Regions from separate parts of the Zea mays genome. Here region 1 is linked to region 2. The links are chromatin contacts, called in public Hi-C maps. All regions are on one chromosome and are shown on one strand. The core of a region is the stretch at or near the end of the contact, and the rest is flanking DNA. Distances in the headings are between cores, read along the strand shown. Region 1 holds the start of LOC100283445 (transaminase/ transferase, transferring nitrogenous groups). Region 2 holds the start of LOC100281083 (40S ribosomal protein S28).

Region 1 (5,140 bases), core at 1,607-4,106, 160 kb after region 2:
CCACAATGGTAAGACTGAGGAGGCACGTCTTCGCTAGTTATGCTTGAATGTATATACTAATACTAGTAATAGATTTGCTTAGTTATAATACGTGAGTTTGTGCTTTTGAATTTATTTCACTTTTTTCTTAGCATTTGCTAATCGTTTAGAAGCAACATGTAAAAATATAGATATTTGTGCTCCCAGTATAACTCAAACACATTCATTAGTTATCATTTCCAAGTTTTTTTATATAGGGGCAATTGTGAATTTGTGATTATACCATTTTCACACCTTGCAATTGTACCCCTCACTTTTCAACTTTGTGATTTTACCCCTCTATTTTAAAAATGAAGCCGCTATTTACCCCTCCCCTTAATACCGTTAGTGAAAATCAGAATTAGAGATTAAAAAACGAAAATTAAGGGGTAAAATCACAATTGCAAGATGAGAGAAGAGCATAATCATAATTAACTCTAAAAATTTCGACATCGTTTTAGGGTTAATTATGATTGTACCCTTCTCTCACCTTGCAATTGTGATCTTACGTCTCGTTTTTTATTTTTTAATCAATAATTCTCATTTTCACTAACACTGTTAAGAGAAAGGGGTACACGATAACTTCATTTTCAAAATAGAGGGATAAAATCACAAAGTTAAAAAGGAGGGATAAAATCGTAATTGCAATAACGGAGAAGAGTATAATCACAATTGCACCTATATATATATATATCATTGATTCGCCTTTTTGTAAGGGGGAATTGCGATTATACCCTTTTCTAACCTTGCAATTATAATTTTACTCATTGTTTTTCAACTTTGTGATTTTACCCCTATGAATCATCTAGGCCCCTTAGTTGTGTTTTGGTAATTAGTGACAACTGCTTGTGTACTAACAATTCTTGGAGAAATAAGAATGCAGGATTGGACCACAGAAAACAGGAAAATATTTGAGACGTATAACTATTGGTTGTGCATCGAGTGAAGGCAAAGGTATAACGTAGGTTTTGTTTTTGCCGGGCATCAGGAGTGTATAACTATTAGTAGGCTAGATAGTCGTACTATTAAGAGAGGTCAATAAACTTGATCGATTTAAAACTTAGTGCCTCATGGAGCATAAACTGATGCATTTGCATGAGTATCAACAGTGCTTCAGTTTTCAAAAGTCAAAGTCTTTTATTAAAGCGCAATCTAAATTACTTAGTTATGTGGTCGGTGGACCGTTCGGGCCAGGAGGCCGGACCTTCCGCATGAACCAAGATGAGTTTGGGCAGGGACGGTGTATTTTTGAGTCATTGTACTACGGACTGTCCGGGGTTTTTAGCCGGACAGTATATGGTCCTAGTGTGGATCGTCCGACCATTGTTGGCGGACAGTCCGCCCGTGTTATTCAAATTGGTCAGTGCTCTAGCATTTCATATTAACAGGCCCCGGACCGTCCGGCCTAGGCGGGCGGATCGTCGAGGCTTGACTTTTTCCGACAGCGCTAACATGTTTCAAACGATCTTTATAGCCGTTACTGGTAAGACGGACCGTACACGTGTGCGTAGAACATGTGCTAGTTGCATATAACGACTAGGTTTGTGTTGGGGGCTATAAATAGAAGGGGAGCTTGTGTGTGAGGGCTCTATTGGCCATTTCTAGCACACATTGAGCTCATTTGTGATCACCTAACTCAAACTCTCACACTCGTTGCTTGAGATTGCATTCTAGTGAGTGATTGAGAGGTTCTAGTGCATTTGCATCCATTGTGATCTTTTGAGGCACTAGGTGGTACACCGGGCAAGCATCATCGACTTGTTACTCTTAGAGGTTGCCGCCTCCTAGACGGCTCGGATGTTGTCTCCGTCGAGCTCTCCGCGCAGATTGTGGAGAAGTCACAGTGTTGGTTGTGAGGGGTTCGCGCCCACCTTGTCGGAGCGGCAAAGGTAACACTAGTGGAATCGAGGTATTGAGCGAGTTCTTGACCACTTGGCTGAAAGATCAAATCGTGTCTTGATAGAGGAGCAAGCGAGAGCTTGAATTCCACCTCAACGTGGATTAGGGATGATCGGCAAATCACCGATACCACGAGATAAATTTCGGTGTCATTCTCTCACTCTTTACTCATTACTTGCAAGTAGTTAGTGATCTATCATTTGTAGTATTGATAAAAATTGCTCATCATATTTTGTTAGTCTATCAAAGCTAGAAAATTATATTTCTTGTTGTTTTTATTAAATTTCTCTAGTGTCCTTGTTTTTAGTTGAAAAACCGTCTATTCATCCAACTATAGCCGGTGTCCTAGATCCTACAATCCCTTTGTTCTGAAAGTGAAGCTGCCGTTTAACTCTCTCCCTTAACGTCGTTAGCGAAAATCATAATTAGTGATTAAAACATAAAAATGAGGGGTAAACTCACAATTGAAAGGTGAGAGAAGGGTACAATCACAATTAACCCTGAAAATTTCGACATTTTTAGGGTTAATTGAGATTTTACCCTTCTCCCACCATGCAATTATGATTTTACCTCTTATTTTTTTAATCACTAATTCTGATTTTTCACTAACGGTGTTAAGAGGGAGGACCAAACGATAGCTTCGTTTTCAAAATAAATGAGTAAAATCACAAAGTTGAAAACGAGGGTAAAATCACAATTACAAGATCAGAAAAGGATATAATCACGCTTTTTTTTTAAAATAAATATCGCCACTTCAATTGTCGTGAGAGATGAAAATAAACGAATAATAATGATTGGCAATACTTGCACGGGGCAACCACTGCATGGTTGCCGGGCTTGTGAAAAGCTCACACGACGACTCGGAGTGTGGCCCATAAGGTCCACGGATGAAGGAACTGCCGTCAGTCAAAAGACATCAGGGTAGCCCACGGCCCGCGTAAAAACTCACATCGTTCCCTACACCCTACTCCCTCCGTCAGCCAGCGAAGTTCCTTCAGTCACTCAACACCTTACGTCCCTAGCCATCCTCCGCCGCCTCCGTCTCTGCTTCCCTAGAGCCGTCGCGATGGCAGCAGCCCCTGCCGGTGCCCCTGCAATCACCGCATCCTCCTCCTTTGTTTCTTCGTCTCCGTTCTGTCTCAAGTAGCTGACTCCTCCCTTGTACCCGTCGCAGTATGCGATTTTTGTGTGTTTTCCGATGGATACGTCTAACTGTGACTCGCTTCCAGGGCATCGATGACCAGCCAGCGCCGACCCGCGGGGAGAGTCTCCATCGTCATCCGCTGCGTCAGTAGCCCGCCGGCCGTCGACACATGTACTATCGGTTTCCATCCCGTTAGTAGAAATAAGAAATTCTATGTTTAAGCTCTAGACTCTTGTCTATCCAAAACATTGTTTTGTATTATAGACTGCACTGTTCGCAGAATGAAGTTTGAATATGGGTATGAGTATGGATAAACTGCTGGAGATAGTCTTATGACCCGTTTGGTTGTTCCACAACTTGCCTAAGTTAGTCGGTAAAATTGAAGAACTAACCCTAGATAGAAAAGTTAGACAGACTATGGCAAGTTAGGCAGCGAACCAAATAGGCCCTTAGTTTCTTAGTTTTTATTTTAGACGTCCAATCTAATGCTTCAGATGCTAGTTTAGAATCCGTGGTGGTGGTATTATTGATTGTGATTAGAGATAGCAATCGACACCACCTGATGGGTTTTACCCGATATGAAGGCGGGTATGAGATGATTTCTTTACCTATGGATATGTTAATGGGTAAGAATCTCTACCTGACGGGTAGAAGGGTACAAATACTACCAATACTCGTTTACTCATGGGTAAAATATACCCACATCATACCACTATTACTATCTAATAAGTTCTATCTTAGCTAAAAGAAAATATTTCTCCGGCTATCATTTGTTTAACTATCAATAATCTTATGTTTTTTATACTTGAAGTTGAATTTATTTTTGTGTGTTTGTTTGAAATTTTGAGAGATTGACATATTAGAATTTGATATTTTTCCAGCGGGTATGGGTTACCCGATGTGTAAAATTACCTGTCCAGTTACGGATATAGGTAAGATTCTATACCCGTGACCGAATATGTGGTAACTCGATGGGTAGATTTTTTATAGGTACGAGTTGGAATGATAATACCTGTTGGGTATATATCCGTTGACATCCGTAGTTGTGATACCCTATAGTAGCTTCTAAGGGTGTCATCAGTTGGAAAGTGTGAAACCGTAACCCTGATCCAGGGTTGGGTGTATATTATAGAGAGCGGCGGGCCAAGCCCATTACACTGGGGGTAAACAGGTAAATACAAGAGAGCCCTAGCCTAACCCTAAGGGCTAGTTTGGGAACACTGTTTTTCCAAGGGATTTCAAATTTCCCAAGTGAAAATGAACTAATTTCCCTTGGAAAAATTGTAATCCCTTGGGAAAACGGTGTTCCCAAACTAGCCCTAAACAGGAGTCTAACACCCCCATGCAGTCTCAACACTATCCTGTACAGATGTTGAGACTGGATCGAAACTCAGTGAATACACTCAACGACAGCCTTTGGTGAAGATGTCAACGAACTGCGACGTGGTTAGGACGTTGAGAACGCGAACATCTCCGGCGACGACATGCTTGCGGATGGAGTGAAGGTTGACCTCCACGTGCTTCGCTGATGTTACACGGGATTGGTGAAGAGGTAGACCGCACTTACGTTGTCGCAACGAGGGTGGAGTGCTCGAGAGGGTCGTGGAGCTCCTGAAGAAGATGGTGGAGCCAGTAGGCCTCAGTCACGTTGTTGACCATAGCGCCGTACCCGGCCTCAACGATGGATCGGGATACGACGGGCTGCCGCTTCGAGGCCCAGGAAATGAGGTTGGCGCCCAGGAGCACAGCGTAACCGAAAATGGACCGACGCGTGTTGGGGCTGCCAACCCAGTCAACGTCGGTGTAGACCACGAGCTCCGACGTCGGTGAGGGTCGAAGGAGAAGGCCTAATCGATGGAGCCACGGAGGTAGCGAATAATCCACTTGAGAGCGGTGAGGTGGGGCTCCCGTGGGGTGTGCATGTGAAGGAACACCTGCTAGACAACATAGGTGATGTCGGATCGGGAGAATGTCAGGTACTGGAGAGCGCTGGTGAGGCTCCGGTAGGTCGTCGTGTCGGCATCCGGGGGCATGTCGTCCTCGGAGAGCTTCGCTTGAGTGTTGACGGTTGTAGAGCAG
Region 2 (4,815 bases), core at 644-3,143:
TTCTTCTGTCGCTTTCTCGTCCCATCGCCAGTAGATGGCCGCCTCGCCGTCTGTCGCCCGGGAGCCAGGCCGCGCCTCACCAACGGCCCTTGCCGATACGAAAGCAACAGATGTCAAGAGAATTTACAAGGCTTAAATCTAGTATTCAATGCATGCGTCGTTTTATAGATAATATAGCAAGGATAACCATGTCTCAACACCAATTGCACTTTCAACCAAGATAAACAAAACTGCAATCTTATAACCAGGCTTACTACTCTTAAAACAGGGTCACAGAAGTTCAAACATAGCACAAATTCCAAGACACCAAAGACCATACAAGAGCCCACCAAGAACGCTAGGGCTTCAGCGCAGCCTCCTGGCCTCCCTCTCGGACTCGAGCAGGGTGAGGATGTCACCCTCGCGAACGGGCCCCTTGACATTCCTCATGATGAGCCGGTTCTGGTCATCCAAAAACTTCACTCTGACCTGGGTCACCTGACCCCTGGAGCCGGTCCTGCCCATCACCTTCACCACAACAGCAAGCTTCACCTGGGTGTCCATGCTGCATTAATAGAAAGCATTTGTCAGTAATCAAGGTGAACCATATGCTTTGATCACATAGTTCATTTTAACTGCACTGTCACATGGTTTGTTGCTACTGGAGCTTTGTGAACAGAAACTGACAAACAAATTAACAGGATTACATGCACATGAGAAAACCATGAACACAACACGCACTATCTGGTATCCAGCACATTGTGTTTGTGGTATGAAGAGAAGTTAACTTAAGGGCATGTACAGTGGAGAGACACCAAAACGGTTCTCCAAGCAAAGGAGACAACTAAGAGACTCTATTGTACAATGGAGTGTCTATAAACGTAGTCTATTAATAAATACAGAATTAAATGTATTTGTATAGCATCAGATCGATAGAACAGACGACAAATTCGTACAGTGGGAAGTGAGGCGTCTGTTGTTACTTGGTTTACGAGCCAGAGGCGTCTCTTCACGGAGAGACGGCTCTAAGATTATTTTGCAAATAACCCCCTAAAACACCTTAAGAGCCCCCACATTAAACACCACTGTACATGCCCTAATGCATCATCTAGCACAATGGCAGCGTAAATACTATCACCTTGCTGGCACGAATCCATATTATAAATATTACCATGCATTGGAGAGGTAAAAAGAATGAACTTGAGTGTTTCCGCAATAATGTTTCGTTTACTAGGTTATCAAGCAAAAGCAAGTCAATATTGTCGAGTCACTGAGCTAAGGGATAAGTGTTGGTCAGCATGCTTGTAATGTTCACTCAAGGACCCTCTTAGGTTGTACCACAAAGTAGGATCACAGCAAAAATCGACCCACACGATCACTAGTTTAGCAGTCGCACAACATCCAACATAACAAACGAAGTAATCCGGTGATACTATGCCCAAAACATCGATGTTTAGTTCCACAACACTTGAAATACATATTATTCTAGAACAAATATGAGTTATTCATGATGTTTAAATAGACTAACATACAGATCAGTTTCATTCACGGAGGAATCTAAAACCTAGGATACTCTTCAAGGTTGTACCACATAGTGTCTACGGATCACATCAAAAAGGAAGAACAACACACGAGAATAGTCACACAGCATCAAACAGAAAAAATTTAAAAAATCGAGCTACTAGTCTCATGCATCGCATACTATGTGGAACCAGAACAAGCGCCTAAGACCAGAGGATTCAGAACGCTCACACATGAATCAAGCCATGCAAACAGGAAACGTTTAAGGGGGGATGGATGGAGACAGAAGAGTCGCACCTCTCGCTTCACGCGTGGACGGAAGCCGACGAGCTCTCAGTCACGCAAGGCGAGCTGGGGCGGCGGCGGCGCTAGGACAGAACACTGGATGAGGAAGGAAACCCTAGGTCCGCGTTGGTTCATTTTATAGTAGGCGAGGGTAGAGCGGTTGAGTCGAGACCGCCGTGGACCCGCGCGTTGGGCTAGACCACCCGCATGGTGGAGGTGGGTGGGTCTACAAGAGTGGGCTGGGCCGAGCAGTGGAGCGCAGATGACGGCCTGTTACGGCAAACGAAAGACTGGGGGCCGTGCGCCGGCAGCGGCACAGCAGACGAGCACAAGTGCACAACCCTACACAAATGGCCGCTGTGATTAGATAGACGGAAATGCTTGTTCGATTCCTCCAAGAAAAAAATGTTTGTTTGAACAGGCAGAAGAAATTTGTGTGTTTTGATCTGTCGACATCAGGATTCCTATGGCCAGTTTCAAACACAAAAAAAAATATATTGTGATCAGCCTTGTGCTGATTGGACAAACCAGGAATGAAGTTATTCGACTGACAAAATGCATCAGATGTTCACAAGAAAAAAGCGCCCAAGAAGGATCTTCAACGAGAGGTGCCAGTATGTACTACCTCCGTCTGGTCCCTGGCTCCCTGTAGATGGCGACTCGACTGTCTCCGTCGGTGGCGCATTAGGCAAGTAAGGTCTGTTTGCAAGCACTTAGGTGGTGTTTGGTTCAAAAAATGTAACGCAAATGGTAATGGTAATGGTTTCGGCTCGATTACTGACGGTAACAAATTTGAATAGGCTGGTATCAAATTTTAGTGTGGTATCTGATTACAGTTGGACTAAAACAAACATGATTTAACGTTATCCATTACTCATTACGTTACAAATATGTGAACCAAACGGCACCTAGATTTTAAGAATCTGAACTAGGGATATCATTATACCAATGGCTAGTAGGTGGGTATAGTGTGGGTGGAGCAAACATCCATTCATTTTAATGCTCGGCACATCGAGCCACACCCACACTCATAATGTTTATTGCGTATCTTTACATTTGCACCCATTAGACATCTATTGGGTGATCAACAATTGCAAATAATTAAACAAAAGCACACATACACATGATTTGTCTCCATAGAGTAAAAGTGAAAAAAAAACAGAAAATTGAGATGGAGATGAATAGCTTTAAGGTTGTCTCCATTAGAACGACGGTTGCGGTTGCGGATACTAGTCATTTGTGGGTCCACGACATCGCACAAAAAGAAGTCTGTTTCTAGCAAGATCGCGTGGATCCATTAAATATTAGGTCACGCATGAAAATCAAGCGAGTAGTTTCACTATGCACCATGAGAAGTGGGCTTTTCCGCAACGGATACGAGCTAATGAATATGTGTGATGTGGGTCGAGGTCATGAATTTTACGTGAACTATTGGACGCATGCATAGCAACCGTTTCTTACTTATTTTCCACGTCCACGGCCACATCCGCAAGCTGTTGGAGATAATCTCTGGTAACAATATGCACTTCATGCTAAGGAACAATTACAAACAAACAAACAAAACTAAAAAGAAACCCAAATGCTAGGGTGAAAAGGATGGATACACGGAAGCACATCTAGACAAAACTGTCATTGTTGTCATCTACATTAAGTTAGAGAATCGTCAACTCATTTAAGAACTAATAAAAATACATTTTAATGTAGATTACTAAAATCTATTGGTGTCGCATGACACCACAAAAATGCCCTAGATCTAGTCCTGTGATACATATGTTGTTTGTACAGACCACTTCACTAACTATGTCACTTTTCCAATAATAACATATAAGCTAGTTCTTTGTGTATTATTTCATATGGTTCAATTGAAGAAAGAGAAATATCTTTCGAACAAGAGTTAGTCCAAGAGCTTCCTAGAAAATGACTCATCAAAATCAATTTTAAGGGGCATTTAAAAAATTAGTGGGGTAGATTTTAATACTTTCTCCAACATATCACTTAAAACGGTATATTGTTTCTGTGGAGCCCAAAAACCTCCTCATTCATATCTACAAATGAGGGGGTTTTGTAAGAGTTATAGGCATTTTCCGTATCATTTTAATTCCATAAATTAATATTATGATGATGACATATAAAAGATAATTAATCATGACATCAAATATATCCATAACAATATGTATCATGAGAACATAAAGCATATGAATTATATAAATCATATAAATACGATAAACATGTAAACTGACTGAACAATTGAAAATAAACAGATAGAAACATAAACAGCATGACTGTAAAATTAAAACAGATAGATCTATCATATTATAATAAGACAGAACAGATAAAATAAAATCATTCCTACATATGAAACAACATTGATGAATATATGAAACATATATAAACTGATCATACCCTCCCATGCGCTCTGATGATCCAGATCCTTGGCCAGCTTCTTTTGTCATGTTGGAGATGTTTTGGGCAGTCGCGTAGACGCTTCCCAAAAACCTAATTGTCGATCCCCCGTGCAAGGTCTTGAACGGCACCGGCTTCGGAGGCACCTGCCCTCTCGCTTCTCTGTGCGCGCAAAGTCACGAGATGGAAATACCCTCACTCGGCGGCTGGACTGTGATTCTGAAAGTGTTTTCTCGCGTGTACCGAGTGACAGGGGTGCTCCTCTATTTAACCTCTCGCAGAGGGAAGCTGAAGGAGAAAGGTCTCGCCGAGTCACGCCAAGAGTCGGTCAGCTCTCGCCGAGTCATGCCATGAGTCGGCCAGCTTTCGCCGAGTCACGCCATGAGTCGGTCAGCTGAAGGAGAAGGGTCACTCGGCTGACGAAGAGACAGGCAACAGAAAGGTTAACGCAGTTAGTGAGTGCTAAAAATTAACACCACACCACGCCCGCTCGCCTGCCTGCCTGGCTTGCCTTGCCTTGCCTCGCCTCGCCACGCCACGCCAAGCCATGCCACCCCACGCCCGACCCGGCCGGCGGCGGCGGCGCGCGCGCGCGTGTGGCAAGCCCTTGTCCGTTTCCTGACTTCT

The links. Hi-C and Micro-C count contacts between places; a contact is called where the count stands out from the background.
Region 1: a contact with region 2 is called in a Hi-C map of leaf mesophyll, with 2.3 times the contacts expected there. The contact joins the promoter of LOC100283445 here to the promoter of LOC100281083 in region 2. A contact is called at or near these places in 5 of 25 Hi-C or Micro-C datasets (ear, leaf, leaf mesophyll and 2 more).

The regions. Positions count from the first base shown.
Region 1 is chr1:46,683,361-46,688,500 of Zm-B73-REFERENCE-NAM-5.0, forward strand. It overlaps LOC100283445 (transaminase/ transferase, transferring nitrogenous groups), which reads left to right and starts at 2,857. Exons shown (of 10, transcript NM_001156346.3): 1 at 2,857-3,060; 2 at 3,147-3,232. The coding sequence starts at 2,984.
Region 2 is chr1:46,520,402-46,525,216 of Zm-B73-REFERENCE-NAM-5.0, forward strand. It overlaps LOC100281083 (40S ribosomal protein S28), which reads right to left and starts at 1,894. Exons shown (of 2, transcript NM_001154002.2): 1 at 1,798-1,894; 2 at 142-544. The coding sequence starts at 543. The coding sequence ends at 346.